Regions from separate parts of the Mus musculus genome. Here regions 1, 3 and 4 are each linked to region 2. The links are chromatin contacts, called in public HiChIP or PLAC-seq and promoter capture Hi-C maps. All regions are on one chromosome and are shown on one strand. The core of a region is the stretch at or near the end of the contact, and the rest is flanking DNA. Distances in the headings are between cores, read along the strand shown. Region 1 overlaps Gm35551 (a long non-coding RNA gene). Region 2 holds the start of Thada (thyroid adenoma associated). Region 3 overlaps Gm35551 (a long non-coding RNA gene). Region 4 has its middle 29 kb from the start of Gm35551.

Region 1 (3,007 bases), core at 247-2,746, 430 kb after region 2:
TGTTCCTGACTCCAGACCCTGAAAAATGAGCAAGTGGCTGGAGCGGCGAGCAAGGGTGTGGCAGTCATTCTTATTAATATTGTCATCCCTGTCAGGGACCCCAGGCCTCATCTTTCTTAGTCTTTGAGACAAACCTGGGAGGAGTGTCTAGTTATTGTCCTGGTTTTCCAGAGGAGGAAATGACCACATGCATAGCCCAGAGAGCCAGAGCTGGAACCCAGGCCTTTCTCGTGAAATCCCAGTGGTCTCTTAGGAAACACGCCAGTCTGTGGCCAGATTGTGACATGCGCAGAGATTTCCTGCCGCCAGGTGTCTGCTGCATCCTGTCTCAGAGGTTCCTAACTGTACCCTGCAGAGCACTAAAGGGACCTCCAACGCTCTTTCTGTGCAGAAAGGGTGTGCCTAGGTGACCCTTAGCAGACACTGGGTAGGTACAGTGGCGCATGTCTTTAATCTCAGCACTTGGGATGCAGAGGCAGCCTTCTCCACAGAGTGATTCCCATAGTTACGTAGTGAGCTACACCCTGTGCCCTCCTGTGGAAGTACAGAATTTGGATGGCTCAGTCAGCAAAGTGCTTTCTGCACAAGCGTTGGCACCTCAATTTGATTACCAGTACTCATTTAAAAAAGCCGCTGTGGTGACACATGCCTGTACTTCCAGGTCTAAAGAAGCAGAGAAAAGAGAATCTTGCAGCCAGTCGAGGCCGGGCTGAGATGGTAGTGCTACCAAGTGCAAGTATGCCTAACAACCTGAGTTTGACCAATGCAACCCATGAGAGAAAGCCAGATACAGCTGAATGCATCTATAAACCCAACATTCTTCTATTGAGGTGAGAGGCAGAGGCAGGGGAATCACCCAGAAGCTTCACACAGAAGCTTTCAAGCACAGCTATCCCGGAGTCCATGACAGAAACAACCGAACCCCATCTCAAAAAGGGAGGAGAAAACACTCCCGAGAGCTGTCCTGCCACTGTGACATGTGTGTGACCATACTCAGACATATACATCACACACTATGACCTCTGGCCTCTGCAAGCCTGAGTACACAAATGTACCCAAATAAACACACACATACACACACATACACACACACACACACATACATACACACACACACACCACACACACCACACACACACACACACACACACGTTGCTCTGGTACCTTTATCCTGGTCTGAGGCCTCCTCTAGAGATATCTGTCTGCCCAGTCTGGCTGAAGGGTGGCAGCACCCACTAGTTTCTGGCACATAGAGGCACTCTATGAGGTGACATTCAATGTATACGCCACAGTATCATGGACCTAATGGTAGCCTGGGTACTAGACTAAAATCCTATGGCTAGAATAGGGCTCCTCCTTCATGGATCTTACAGCACAGTGGAGACAAGGCAGAAAGCAGAAAGGAGTGAAAGAGGAAGAAGGGAGGAAGGAGTAGGGGAGGAAGGAGTAGGGGAGGAAGTGGAGAAGGAAGTAGAGAAAGAAATGGAAGAGGAAGGAGCGGAGAAGGAAGTGGAGGAAGAAGGAGTGGGGAAGGAAGTAGGTGGAGGAGGAAGTAGGTGGAGGAGGAAGTAGGTGGAGGAGGAAGTAGGTAGAGGAAGGAGTGAAGGAAGAAGTAGGTGGAGGAGGAAGTAGGTGGAGGAGGAAGTAGGTAGAGGAAGGAGTGAAGGAAGAAGTAGAGGAGGGAGGAGTCACAGTTCTGTAGGGGGATTTGGGTGGACAGGATTTTAGACCAAGGGCTGAAGCCCACTCCTCTTTAGAAACAGTCTGAAATAGAAGGATGGATTGGAGCCAAACAGAAACAGGCAGCATGGAGAGAGGGCTCTAGCAAAGAGGGCAGGAGACACAGGGGTCCTGAAGTGGAGGCAGAGACCCAGGAGGGCCTCAGCAGAGAGAGCAAACTCGAAGGCAGCAGTAACGGTCCCTGGTGAAGCCAGGGTCAGATCAGGGTCCTTTCGTTTCTCTTGGGGGTCAGGCACTCTACCACCCTAGGAGCTTATAAGAAGAACGTTGAATGCACTCCTTCTCAGTGGGACAGGAAACCCTTGAAATGCATGTGATCACCAAATCACGGGTGGGCAGGAGACAGGAAGGGAAGGCAGTGGGAGCCACTGAGGGGTTCTGATAAGGCCTCGAGCTTCAGTGTGGTGGTGCACTGACAGTAGACAGCAACCATGCCAGGAGAACTATATGCGGGTCCTGCCTCCCGGTGTCACAGCAGGTCTGGGTTTGTTCTGTTCCAGGTCTGGAGACCGATGCCCCCTGGGACCGCCCCCCCCCCCCCCGTAGGAGTCAGGCAACATCCCACCTAGCGCTGCACAACTGCAGGGCAGAGGAGGCGAACAGTGAACTCCAACGGCTCTCAGTCTTCAGCCCTCTCTCTGGGTCCTCAGACACGGGCTGCTAGAGCTGGGGCTGGGAGCATCCTAAAGGGTCCTGCCCGAGGAGCCCTTGGAAGTCAGTGGACCCTTCAGTAGGCGGGGCCTATCTGAAGTTTGTCTTTGGGAGGGCGTGTCCTCAGAGCCGCTAAGGGATCTCTTTCTCTTTGATTCTTGGCTCCCACGAAGGTAGTGGCCTTCTGTGCCCCACACTCCTACCATGACCTCTGTGTTGCCACAAAATAATCGGACCAACCAATGGTGGGTGGCGACCTTCCAAAAGCACGGGCAAGGCTTCTCTCCTTTAAGCTGGTCATCTCAGATTTTTGTTTGTTTGTTTGTTTTTGCCGCTATAGTGGAAATCTAGCGAACTCAGGGACATCCCCCTGTGGCGGGAGTTAAAGTGTTTTACTCTCCTTTCTGTTGCTATGATAAGATATCCTGACCCTCCCGCCGCCCCCCCCCCCCCAAAAAAAAAGCAACTTAGGGGAAAAGGGACTCATTTGGCTTGCCTTTGCAGGTTATAGTCCATTTTTGCAGGGAACTCCTGGAACCAGGGAACATGAAAGCAGCACACCCACCACCAGGAGCAGGGGGAAAATAAACAGATCCTTTCTCAATGGCTGCTCTGC
Region 2 (2,858 bases), core at 214-2,713:
CAATTCTTGCCACATCCGTCCTGCTTCCCTATCCCCGGCTATGTCCAGTCCCCTGCCCTGCTCCCACCCCTCTGCTCTGGACTCCTCCAGAGCAAATGTCCATATATATCAGCACAAATGCAGCACAGTAGAGAACGGCATATTAACAGTGAGTCAAAGAATTGTCACCACTCAGTTTTAGGTGAGTGACCTGAAAGCAATGCCAAAAGATGTGAATCGGTGGATAACAGACACAAAATCAACCAAGCTATTGTTTAGTGATACTGTAAGACCCCTGAAGCTTGGCCTCCGCTCAAGTCCCAGGATAAGTTGGCCAGCACCCCAAAGACGGGAGAGAAAATCACACTGATGCAAACTGCAAGAGGTTTTATTATCAGCTAGCTGAGGACAAACTCCTTCCGCCATGCAGGTCAGGGGAGTTTGACCCGACCCCGATGACCCCAGTGACAGTAGGGGGCTTTTAATAGCTAGCTGAGGAGTTGGGAAGAGTTGGGCGGAGTGTCCTTGGTGAAATTTACAAGGCAGAAGGAGTGGGGAGTGAGTTCTTTCTGAATTTTTATCTTCCCCTAACCCTAACCCTGAGTCCTTGGCACAGGAAGCCAGGCAAGTGCTGGCTGGGTCTTTTACAATTATCGCATCTCTGGTTGTAAAGTATAGAAACAAAAAGGCTTTTTGCTGGCTATAGAGAACAAAGAGCTTCTTTCTAGCTGTATTTTTATAGGTCAGGGAAAACAAGCTTGGGGAAATGTTTTAGGGGCTTTACCTTTCAAGGAGAAACGCTTTAAGTCAGGGTCTCACAATACACGTGGCAAAACCACAAAGAAATACAAAGTTTGATAGAAAAGCCATCCACCTGATGAACCTAATTTTCATTGTTTTTCCCAACTATGTATCTCAGAGCCCAGGCCAGCATCCCGGCCTTTTCAGCATCTTGTCCGTTCTGTGATCTTGTCCCTTGTCCCAGCTCCTTACTAAGGTGATATAGGTCTCTAATTTTTACTCAGTTTTAAAGGACTGGACTGCAAGATAGTCTGTGAGTTGTGTAAAAGATGCAGCCTTTAAGGCAGCGTTTAAGGCTCGGACAGTGGAGTTCAAGTCGTTGCTCTTGGCTTCAGTTCCCGTCCCTGGCACAACCGTCCCCGAGTGTAGATTTTGCCTGTCTCTGCGCTGGGCACAGTGAATGTAGAAAGTCTGGGTTGGAACAGAAATGTCGGCCTGACACCTAGAGGTGTGGAGGCTGCTGCTCTGCCAGCCAGAAGGAGGTGAGGGGCATGCAATTCCCAGCAGTCACCATCATAGGCTCGCTTATCAAGAACTGTTTAGTCGCGGGCTCTCTAAATCCCCTCGCAAACGCCCTCTTTGATGACGTCACAACCCACCCTCACTTCTGATTGGAGGAGCGGCACTCGGCCGCTCTCGCGATATTTCCGTGCCAGCTTCCAGCCCTGCCTCCCTTCGCCGGGGACCGGTTTTTGGATCGCGCACCACGTTACAAGCCGCAGGGACGCGGTAGACTTGACGGGCTTCCGGGTCTCGTCCAGAGGTGGCGACGCTTTGCAGACGTCCTCGGGCACGAGGTTTGGCTCGCGGGCGCGCTGCCTGCCAGGCACGCGGGCGCGGGGGACCGACTTCGCCACAGCGCGGCCGGGGCAGCTTGCAGGCCACCCCGAGGGTGCCAGCCGTGGCTTCCGGGCGCTGAGGTCTCCATGGAGACAGACAGCCCTTGAACCACGTTTTCATCCGTCCTTCTGTCAGTCTTTGGACTCCACGTGGGAGGCGGTCGGGAAGGTGTAGATGTAGATGGGCGGGAAGCAGCAAGTGGCACCTATGGGCAGATGCCCATCAGGCTGAACCGGGATTTTCGGCTCTGGGCCGGCCCAGTTCACCCGGACACACGTTTACCCTTAGAACGCGCAGAATCACCGAGTCTATCTCTGTGTAGTCCCTAGGACTCCGGGATCAAATACTGCTGCAAACTTGCCATTTCAAATCACAAGTGTCCCCTCAGTTTCCTTCCTCAGTACTTTCTCAGTACTTTGCACGCTGGCTGCTCGTTTGGGAAATTATTTCCCTAAACTTAACCCAGAACTTCAAGGCCTTTCCTTGTTGTCTCTCTGTCTGGCTGTGTTCATTAACTTTTTTGCTTGACTGCTCATTTGCCGTTGCTGTAGTGACTTGCCGTCCAAATGGACTATAAATGCTTCAGTTTCTGGAGCGGTATGCCACTTAGCTGTAGCATGTCCTTTTAGGTACCAGGTAGCCCACCTTCCTTCTAAAAGTATATATGTCCCTCCTATAATATCTCTAGCAATTGTTAATTAAGAATTCCTTGATTTAGTTCATGAAATTTTAATAAAGCATTTACTACATGCATGAACGACTAAGGAGTTAAGAACGGGAACACTGAACACAACTATTCAGTTCATTGCAACCTTTATGGAGCTTAGTGCTAGGAAAAACAGGCAATAGACAGGTGTGCCAGTTAGTGTAATCTTAGGTAGTAATACATGCTGTGAAAGAAATCTGAAATGAATGGCAGAGGAAGCTGGGGCCAGATTGTTTTCAGGCCATACACCCAAATTTGGATGTAACTAATGCATTTTATTTAGTGCAAGGGAAAACCTTTGGGAAGTTTATAAGCAAGTGCATGGTTAGATTGCTTTGATTCTTCAGAGACAAGTAGGGACAACAAGGAAGCTATGTCAGGAGTTTAAGTGACGCATGCTGAGTCGTTTTCTGCCTGGGAGGGTCTGCAGGTAGACCATTCCTCAGTGGCCACGGAGGTCTGCCTTTGACTTAAGCTGGAATCTGTATCCTCAAAGCTTTCGTAGAATGTCTAATTATTAAATGGGACAAAA
Region 3 (2,957 bases), core at 236-2,735, 400 kb after region 2:
GTGTGTCACCTATGGCCTGTTTGTTCAAGGATTCCTGTGTCAGAATATCCCTGGCAAAGACAGGAAAACTAAACAGCAGGAATTTGCTATAGCCCACGTTATCTCACCAGCCTTCTCCTGCTACTACCCAGTGGTGACCCAGGCACGTCTCAAGCACCACCAAATGTCACCAAATGTCGCCAAATGCACGCTCACAATCAAATAAACGCAACAGCACCAGACTGTTACCCAAAGCACAGAACGAACACCTGAGTGTCTGTGCTTGTGTAGAGGAAGGGCAGACTAAATAAACTGGAGAAAAGATAGAAACCCCTGGTGCAGGAGGATTGCAGATGATTGAGGTAGATACTCAGAGGACTTCCAGTCAGCACAGATTTCAAAGACGAAGAAAGCCCTGGCAGAGGCATGGCCTCCTTCAGCCAGTTGTCAGGGCTAATCTCACCTGGATGTGCGCTCTATGTGACATAACGAGAGGGCACTTTACCTCCGTGGTCTTCCTTTACAAACCTGGAAGTCCAGTCTAACCCTCAGAAAAAAAACATTAGACAAGTTCTAGCTGAAGGTTGATGTACAGTACTCAAAAAAGTCAAGACAAGGGACGTCTGAGAAGCTGTCACAGTTGAGGAGACATGATAACTCGGTGTAGAGAGTCTCTCAGAACAAAAAGGATGTTAGGTGAAGGAGCTAAGGCGACTGAATGAAGTGGACGTATACTTTAGTAACACTGCTTGTAACGTCACCCATCTGATCAGGATGTGTCCACATTGGCTTATGGGATGTGACGAATGAGCCCTGTCAGTTCGAGGTGCCATTGAGGGGAGAGAAGATGGGAACTCACCATCTTTGTGATTGCTCCCCATAAATGTAAAACTATACCAAAATAAAAATTATATGTAGAAAGCTGGGGCCTTTGTGTTCCCTGCTTATGGTTGAGACAGCTGGAAATAGGAGTAAGCTTTGACAATGTTTCAAGGAGGTTCAAAGAAGATTCAGGGTGAAGAAATCTAGCCAAGGAGACAGTGTCTAGGTAGAAGTTCTGTGCTTGTCCTGGCCTGAGAAGAGGTGCCACAGGACAAGGTGTCTTGAGGCTTTTCACTGTTTGGGGAGAACGTTTGGAGATGAGAGGGTGGGGAAGTATTCTGGTATTCCTTCTATCGAAAGACGGGTCTCATATCCTCTTGTGCAGTGTCAGGGTTTATGGCTATGTTGACCAATACACTTGAGGAAAGCGATGTTGTATGCAGACCTAGGCTTTTAGAAAGTGTTTTCGTTTGTTTGTTTGGTTGGTTGGTTGGTTTTTCGAGACAGGATTTCTCTATAGAGCCCTGGCTGTCCTGGAACTCACTTTGTAGACCAGGCTGGCCTCGAAATCAGAAATCTGCCTGTCTCTGCCTCCCAAGTGCTGGGATTAAAGGCAAGGCCACCACCGCCCCGGTTTGTTAACTTCCACTTCCAGTCTTGTAGGATTTCTCACCCTTGGCACAAAGACACCATGCTGAGAGGAAGTCCAAGTGATAAGCCACAGCTGGTGGAGGCACAGAGGCCTGTGTGTAGAGGAAGAGGCCTCCCGCTCTCAGGTCTGGCTCTGTTCCCAGTTGACAGGCAGTCTTCACTTGCTAACCATGTGAGCCGTCTTGCAAATAGATCCTCCGATCTGCAGATGAGTGGCCCACAGTCACCATCTTGTGGAGCAGAAACTAACCCTTCTGTCTTAGTTAGGGTTTTACCGCTGTGAGCAGACACCATGACCAAGGCAACTCTTATAAGGACAACATTTAATTGGGGCTGGCTTACAGGTTCAGAGGTTCAGTCCATTATCATCAAGGCAGGAACATGGCAGTATCCAGGCAGGCATGGTGCAGGAGGTGAGAGTTCTATATCTCCATCTGAAGGCTGCTAGCAGAATACTGGCTTCCAGGCAACTAGGATGAAGGTCTTAAAGCCCACACCCACAGTGGTACACCTACTCCAACAGGGCCACACCTTCTAATAGTGCCACTCCCTGGGCTGAGCATATACAAACCACCATACCTTCTCACCATGACCTACCCAATGTAGATTCATGAGGTGATAAAGATGCATCACACTACTGAGTTTTGCATGGCAATCTGAACATCCAATGACGGGGCCTTGGTTGCCTCTGTGTGCTCAAGTGTAGTGTGGTGGGGAAGCAAGCCTGGAGCCAGATTGCCTGAGTTCAGATCCTGACTATACCAGGTATGGACTGTGCCATTCTCTGCAAGCTAGCTAGCATTTCTATGCCTGGGCTAAGTCCATTTGGAAAATGGAGAGGATGGAAGCCACGTAGAGTTACTAGGGAAGATGAAGTACCTGGCATGTGCATGATCGCTCAGCCTTTCTGAGTTCTGGGACGTGGGCCTGCTGAGCCCTCCACTGCATCACATGACCCTTGCCTGGCTTCCATCACTTTTCCTGCAGGGTCAAATCTTGCCTGTGAGATTGGCCTTCTTTACTCCCATAAGATTTTCTGGGGCCCTGGGCCCTCCCTTACCCACCCTGGTTCAGATTGCTGGTCTGGCTTCCTTTTGTCTGGACTCTTAGGAAATGAGAAAGAATGTCAGGTGGCAATGGAGAGAGACCCTGCTGTGGGGGTGGGGGTGGCCATTCTTGCTTACTAGGTTCACTGGGAAACAGAAGTCTTCCCATCTATCTCATGGGAAGACATGGATTTGCTGAAATAAGACCCCAGAGAGGGGTGCTGGGGGACGTAGGGTGAGCTTTAGCTTTTTCTAAGAAGTGCCCAATGACATAGGATGGTTCTTGAGAAAGCTCAGGTTTCATCTTAATTAGATTTAGCCAGAGAAAAGGGAATGTGTTGATGGGACTTTCCCACACGTCTTTGTACAGGATCTGAGAGCTCAGAAGGGCTTTGCATCCGGCTATTCCACGGGACTCCGGTGTCAACAACTCTGAGGGCTGCAGGGATGTAGTGACCT
Region 4 (3,049 bases), core at 424-2,923, 350 kb after region 2:
GGGTGGAACTAGGCTCAGAGTCTGTAGGCCTCACCATGTGGCGGCCTCCTCCCTCCCCAAGCCTGGGCCGTGTGACTGAGTTCACAGCGCCCCCTGCTGGCAGGCTCTCTCAGAAGCTCCCTGTGGGCAGCCCGAACCCCACATTCCTTCACAGATGGGGTCTTGCCCTCTGTACACCCATTTTAAATCAAAAGTGCCCCCCAGAAAGTCTAGGCAGCATGAAGTCCAGGCTGGGGGTGGAGTTGGGGAGCCAGCCGGGATTCCCAGGATAAAGTTTAGTAGGCTCCTGAGTCTTTGAAGTCTGCCAGTCCAAGCCCACATGGACTGGTGGGGGATATCACATAAGGGCAGGTTTGAGGAATGAGGAGCCCTACCTATGTACCCTGAGCCTGACCCTCATCAGATCTGCAGAAGGCAGAAGCAGAAGAAGGTAGGGCGGTCTTCAGCCCTGCCTGCATATCTCTGTCAGACCCTTGCTCCACATTGGTGGCTTTACCCACTGGGAAAGTCAGCAAACTCAGCCTCAGCCCCACCTTGAGCTCTTTTACTGCTGGTGAGACTTCCCTACACTGTGGTCTTCCCAAGCTGCTTGTATCTAGCCAAACACAAAATTCCCCCTCCTCCAGGAAGCCTTCCTAGATGGCCCCAGGCTTCAGGGATTTTCTCTGGCTCCAAGCTTTTTGCAGGACTTCTCACATATATTTCATTGTCTTGTGCAAGTGTTATTTGATCCCATCTTTAGAAGCTCGGACCACTAGGTGGAAGACTTTGTGCTGCCTCTTTTCCTGGAGCTCTGGGAAGGTCTAGGGGGACAGAACATGCCTGTTAACTTTGTTTTAGACAGGGTCTCACATAGCCCAGGCTGGCCTCACATTCACTATGTAGCCCAGGCTAGTCTTGAACTTACTGGTCTCTAGTCTCAGCCTCACAAGTGCTGCAACTAAAGTGATTTTAAGATCAGCTGTAACCATGTGGGTGTGGTCTTGCCCCTGGGGCACATTGGCAATGTCCATTGATAATGTCTGGGTGTGTGGGTGGGGCCTGGATGCTAATGGTATCTTAGAATAAGTGTCAGAGATACAGTCATTGTCCTACAAGGCACAAAGAATAGTGCCCAGGTTATGAACACTGATTGAAATAAATTCAGATCTGGTATTTTTATTATAGTGACCAGGGTCAGTGGGTCCCACCGGAGACATCAGCACTCCCTGGGAGGATTGACAGAGCAAGGTTTGAATCAACTGTAACTGTTCCTTCTCTGTCCTCCATAGTTTTGGGTGCCCTGAAACACTTTTCTGGTCTGAATGTGGCTTGTGCAAGTGGAGGTGGGCCTGAGCCAAGGAGGAGGGTCCAGACCTGAATTAGAGTCCTTAGGGTAGTGTGGCCAGCCCTTGGGAGCAGAGAGTGCCTATAAATGGGGATGGAGTGACCCCTTTCAGTCCCAATGGACTGAGGTCCTCAGCTGTTCCTGTGTGCTCAGCATTTCTGTCTGCTGATGGGTGGGGCACTCTTCCCATAGCCAGATGTGGGAGGTGGTTGTGGCAATAACTGCCCTCCTGGGAAACAGCTGTCAGAACAGGACCGCTTTGACGAGCACATCAAAGCTGCTTGCACATCTCCTAGGAACTGACTGGGTGGGTGGGACAGAGCAGAGCCTTCAGCCAGGAACAGCTGTTGGCCAGGCCCCAGTGCAGCGCTGGAGGCCAAGGAAGGCATCCCCGTTAGCTGGGGGTTAGGAATGTCCCAGAGGCTAGTCATCGTGACACAGCTCTCCTCTGCATAATTCTAGGTGGGCTTGGGCTGTCCGGGGTTCTTGGTGACCCCCTGTCGCCTGTGGAGAACTCTGTAGGGGCCTGGCTCCCTCCTGAGGGCGGTGCTCCTAAGGAGGGGCAGGGAGGGACTCTCTTTCCTTTTCAAGCCATGGAGAGCAGGGGCACTTCCCTGTGAAGGCTCTAGCCTGTTTTTCCTTTCAAAGGGCCCAAACCTGACTAAGCAAAGGATGGGGCTTTGAGGAGAACAGGAAGCCAAGCTTCCCTGCTCTCACATTCTCCACAGCGAGGCCCCACGGCATCTCCTGAGGGCCAGGAGAGTACACGTATGTGAGACATGGGAACAGGCCCAATATCCTTGGATCTTATCCCATGGCATTGTGGGGCAGGGAATGTTCTGGGACCAGTCCTGGAACCAGATGCTGCAATATATAGGAAACAAGAACTTTAATTCCCCTAAAGCTTTGGCTTGCTCATCCGTAAATGGGTTTACTGACACTTCCTGTGCTCTAGGTTGTTGGGAGAGTTGGAGGGAAGGTACTAGAGGTGTGCCTGTGTCTGTGTGTGTATGTGTGCGTGCGTGTGTGTATCTGTGTGTATGTGTGCATGTGCGTATCTGTGTGTGTATGTGTGTGTGCGTGTGTGTGTATCTGTGTGTATGTGTGTATCTGTGTGTATGTGTGCATGTGTGTATCTGTGTGTGTATGTGTGCGTGTGTGTGTGTATCTGTGTGTATGTGTGCATGTGCGTATCTGTGTGTGTATGTGTGTGTGCGTGTGTGTGTATCTGTGTGTATGTGTGTATCTGTGTGTATGTGTGCATGTGTGTATCTGTGTGTGTATGTGTGCGTGTGTGTGTGTATCTGTGTGTGTGTCTGTGTGCGTGTGTGTGTGTATCTGTGTGTGTGTCTGTGTGTGTGTAGTTGGTGCTCACGACATGCTGCCAAACGTGGCTATAATATTATAAATCTAGCGTTGTAATCTTCACAGTGGCCTTTTCAGTGGCTGGCATGAAGTTTTAAGGTGGCCTGTATCGCTTTAGCTTAGAGTGAAAGCAAGGCTCTCTCTCTGGGAGGAGCCCTGAGGTGTGGCAGTTGAGAGAGATGGGCCCCAGGAACGTTTTAGGCACTTGGGTTCAGGATAAAAACGGCAGGTGTGGCATATCTGGGGCTACAGCTAGGGTTGGCTGGGTTCCTGTCACCTTAAGGGACTGTGTGTGTCAGTGTGTGCAGGTGGGTGACTGTGGTTCGTGACCTGTTTGAGCTTGTGTGTGTGGGACAA

What was found. Promoter capture Hi-C pulls out the DNA fragments that hold promoters and counts their contacts. HiChIP or PLAC-seq counts read pairs in DNA pulled down with a chosen protein or histone mark.
Region 1: a contact with region 2 is called in an H3K4me3 HiChIP or PLAC-seq map of bone marrow-derived macrophages, with 5 times the contacts expected there. The contact joins the enhancer-like site here to the promoter of Thada in region 2. A contact is called at or near these places in 9 of 39 promoter capture datasets (the C10 cell line, cranial neural crest, embryonic stem cells and 6 more), 1 of 15 datasets of contacts at CTCF or cohesin (large pre-B cells), 4 of 484 Hi-C or Micro-C datasets (the N1E-115 cell line, bone marrow-derived macrophages and embryonic stem cells), 5 of 115 datasets of contacts at active chromatin or transcription factors (T-cell acute lymphoblastic leukemia, bone marrow-derived macrophages, large pre-B cells and 1 more) and 2 of 9 other capture datasets (adipose tissue and liver).
Region 3: a contact with region 2 is called in an H3K4me3 HiChIP or PLAC-seq map of bone marrow-derived macrophages, with 5 times the contacts expected there. The contact joins the enhancer-like site here to the promoter of Thada in region 2. A contact is called at or near these places in 4 of 39 promoter capture datasets (the HPC-7 cell line, liver, neutrophils and 1 more), 3 of 115 datasets of contacts at active chromatin or transcription factors (astrocytes, bone marrow-derived macrophages and pancreatic cancer cells) and 1 of 9 other capture datasets (embryonic stem cells).
Region 4: a promoter capture Hi-C map of pre-B cells shows a contact between it and region 2, with 4 times the contacts expected there. The contact joins the enhancer-like site here to the promoter of Thada in region 2. A contact is called at or near these places in 6 of 39 promoter capture datasets (the 3T3-L1 cell line, the C10 cell line, HPC-7-derived erythroid cells and 2 more), 3 of 484 Hi-C or Micro-C datasets (the Ba/F3 cell line, CD4 T cells and embryonic stem cells), 3 of 115 datasets of contacts at active chromatin or transcription factors (Th17 cells, large pre-B cells and pancreatic cancer cells) and 2 of 9 other capture datasets (adipose tissue and embryonic stem cells).

Annotation. Positions count from the first base shown.
Region 1 is chr17:84,033,545-84,036,551 of GRCm38.p6, reverse strand. Gm35551 (a long non-coding RNA gene) reads left to right here. Exons shown (of 6, transcript XR_385838.3): 4 at 662-830. Among named protein-coding and RNA genes, the nearest start is that of 8430430B14Rik, 36 kb to the right of the region's middle. Within about 2 kb of position 1,496, at least 15 of the 459 cell types and tissues checked have an H3K27ac peak or open chromatin away from gene starts, as enhancers often do. A contact at or near this core is called in bone marrow-derived macrophages, where this site is marked.
Region 2 is chr17:84,464,813-84,467,670 of GRCm38.p6, reverse strand. Thada (thyroid adenoma associated) reads left to right here and starts at 1,463. Exons shown (of 38, transcript NM_183021.3): 1 at 1,463-1,577.
Region 3 is chr17:84,060,434-84,063,390 of GRCm38.p6, reverse strand. The region is part of intron 1 of Gm35551 (a long non-coding RNA gene); the gene reads left to right. Among named protein-coding and RNA genes, the nearest start is that of 4933433H22Rik, 17 kb to the left of the region's middle. Within about 2 kb of position 1,485, at least 48 of the 459 cell types and tissues checked have an H3K27ac peak or open chromatin away from gene starts, as enhancers often do. A contact at or near this core is called in the HPC-7 cell line and bone marrow-derived macrophages, where this site is marked.
Region 4 is chr17:84,111,150-84,114,198 of GRCm38.p6, reverse strand. No RefSeq gene overlaps it. Among named protein-coding and RNA genes, the nearest start is that of Gm35551, 29 kb to the right of the region's middle. Within about 2 kb of position 1,673, at least 132 of the 459 cell types and tissues checked have an H3K27ac peak or open chromatin away from gene starts, as enhancers often do. A contact at or near this core is called in adipose tissue and pre-B cells, where this site is marked.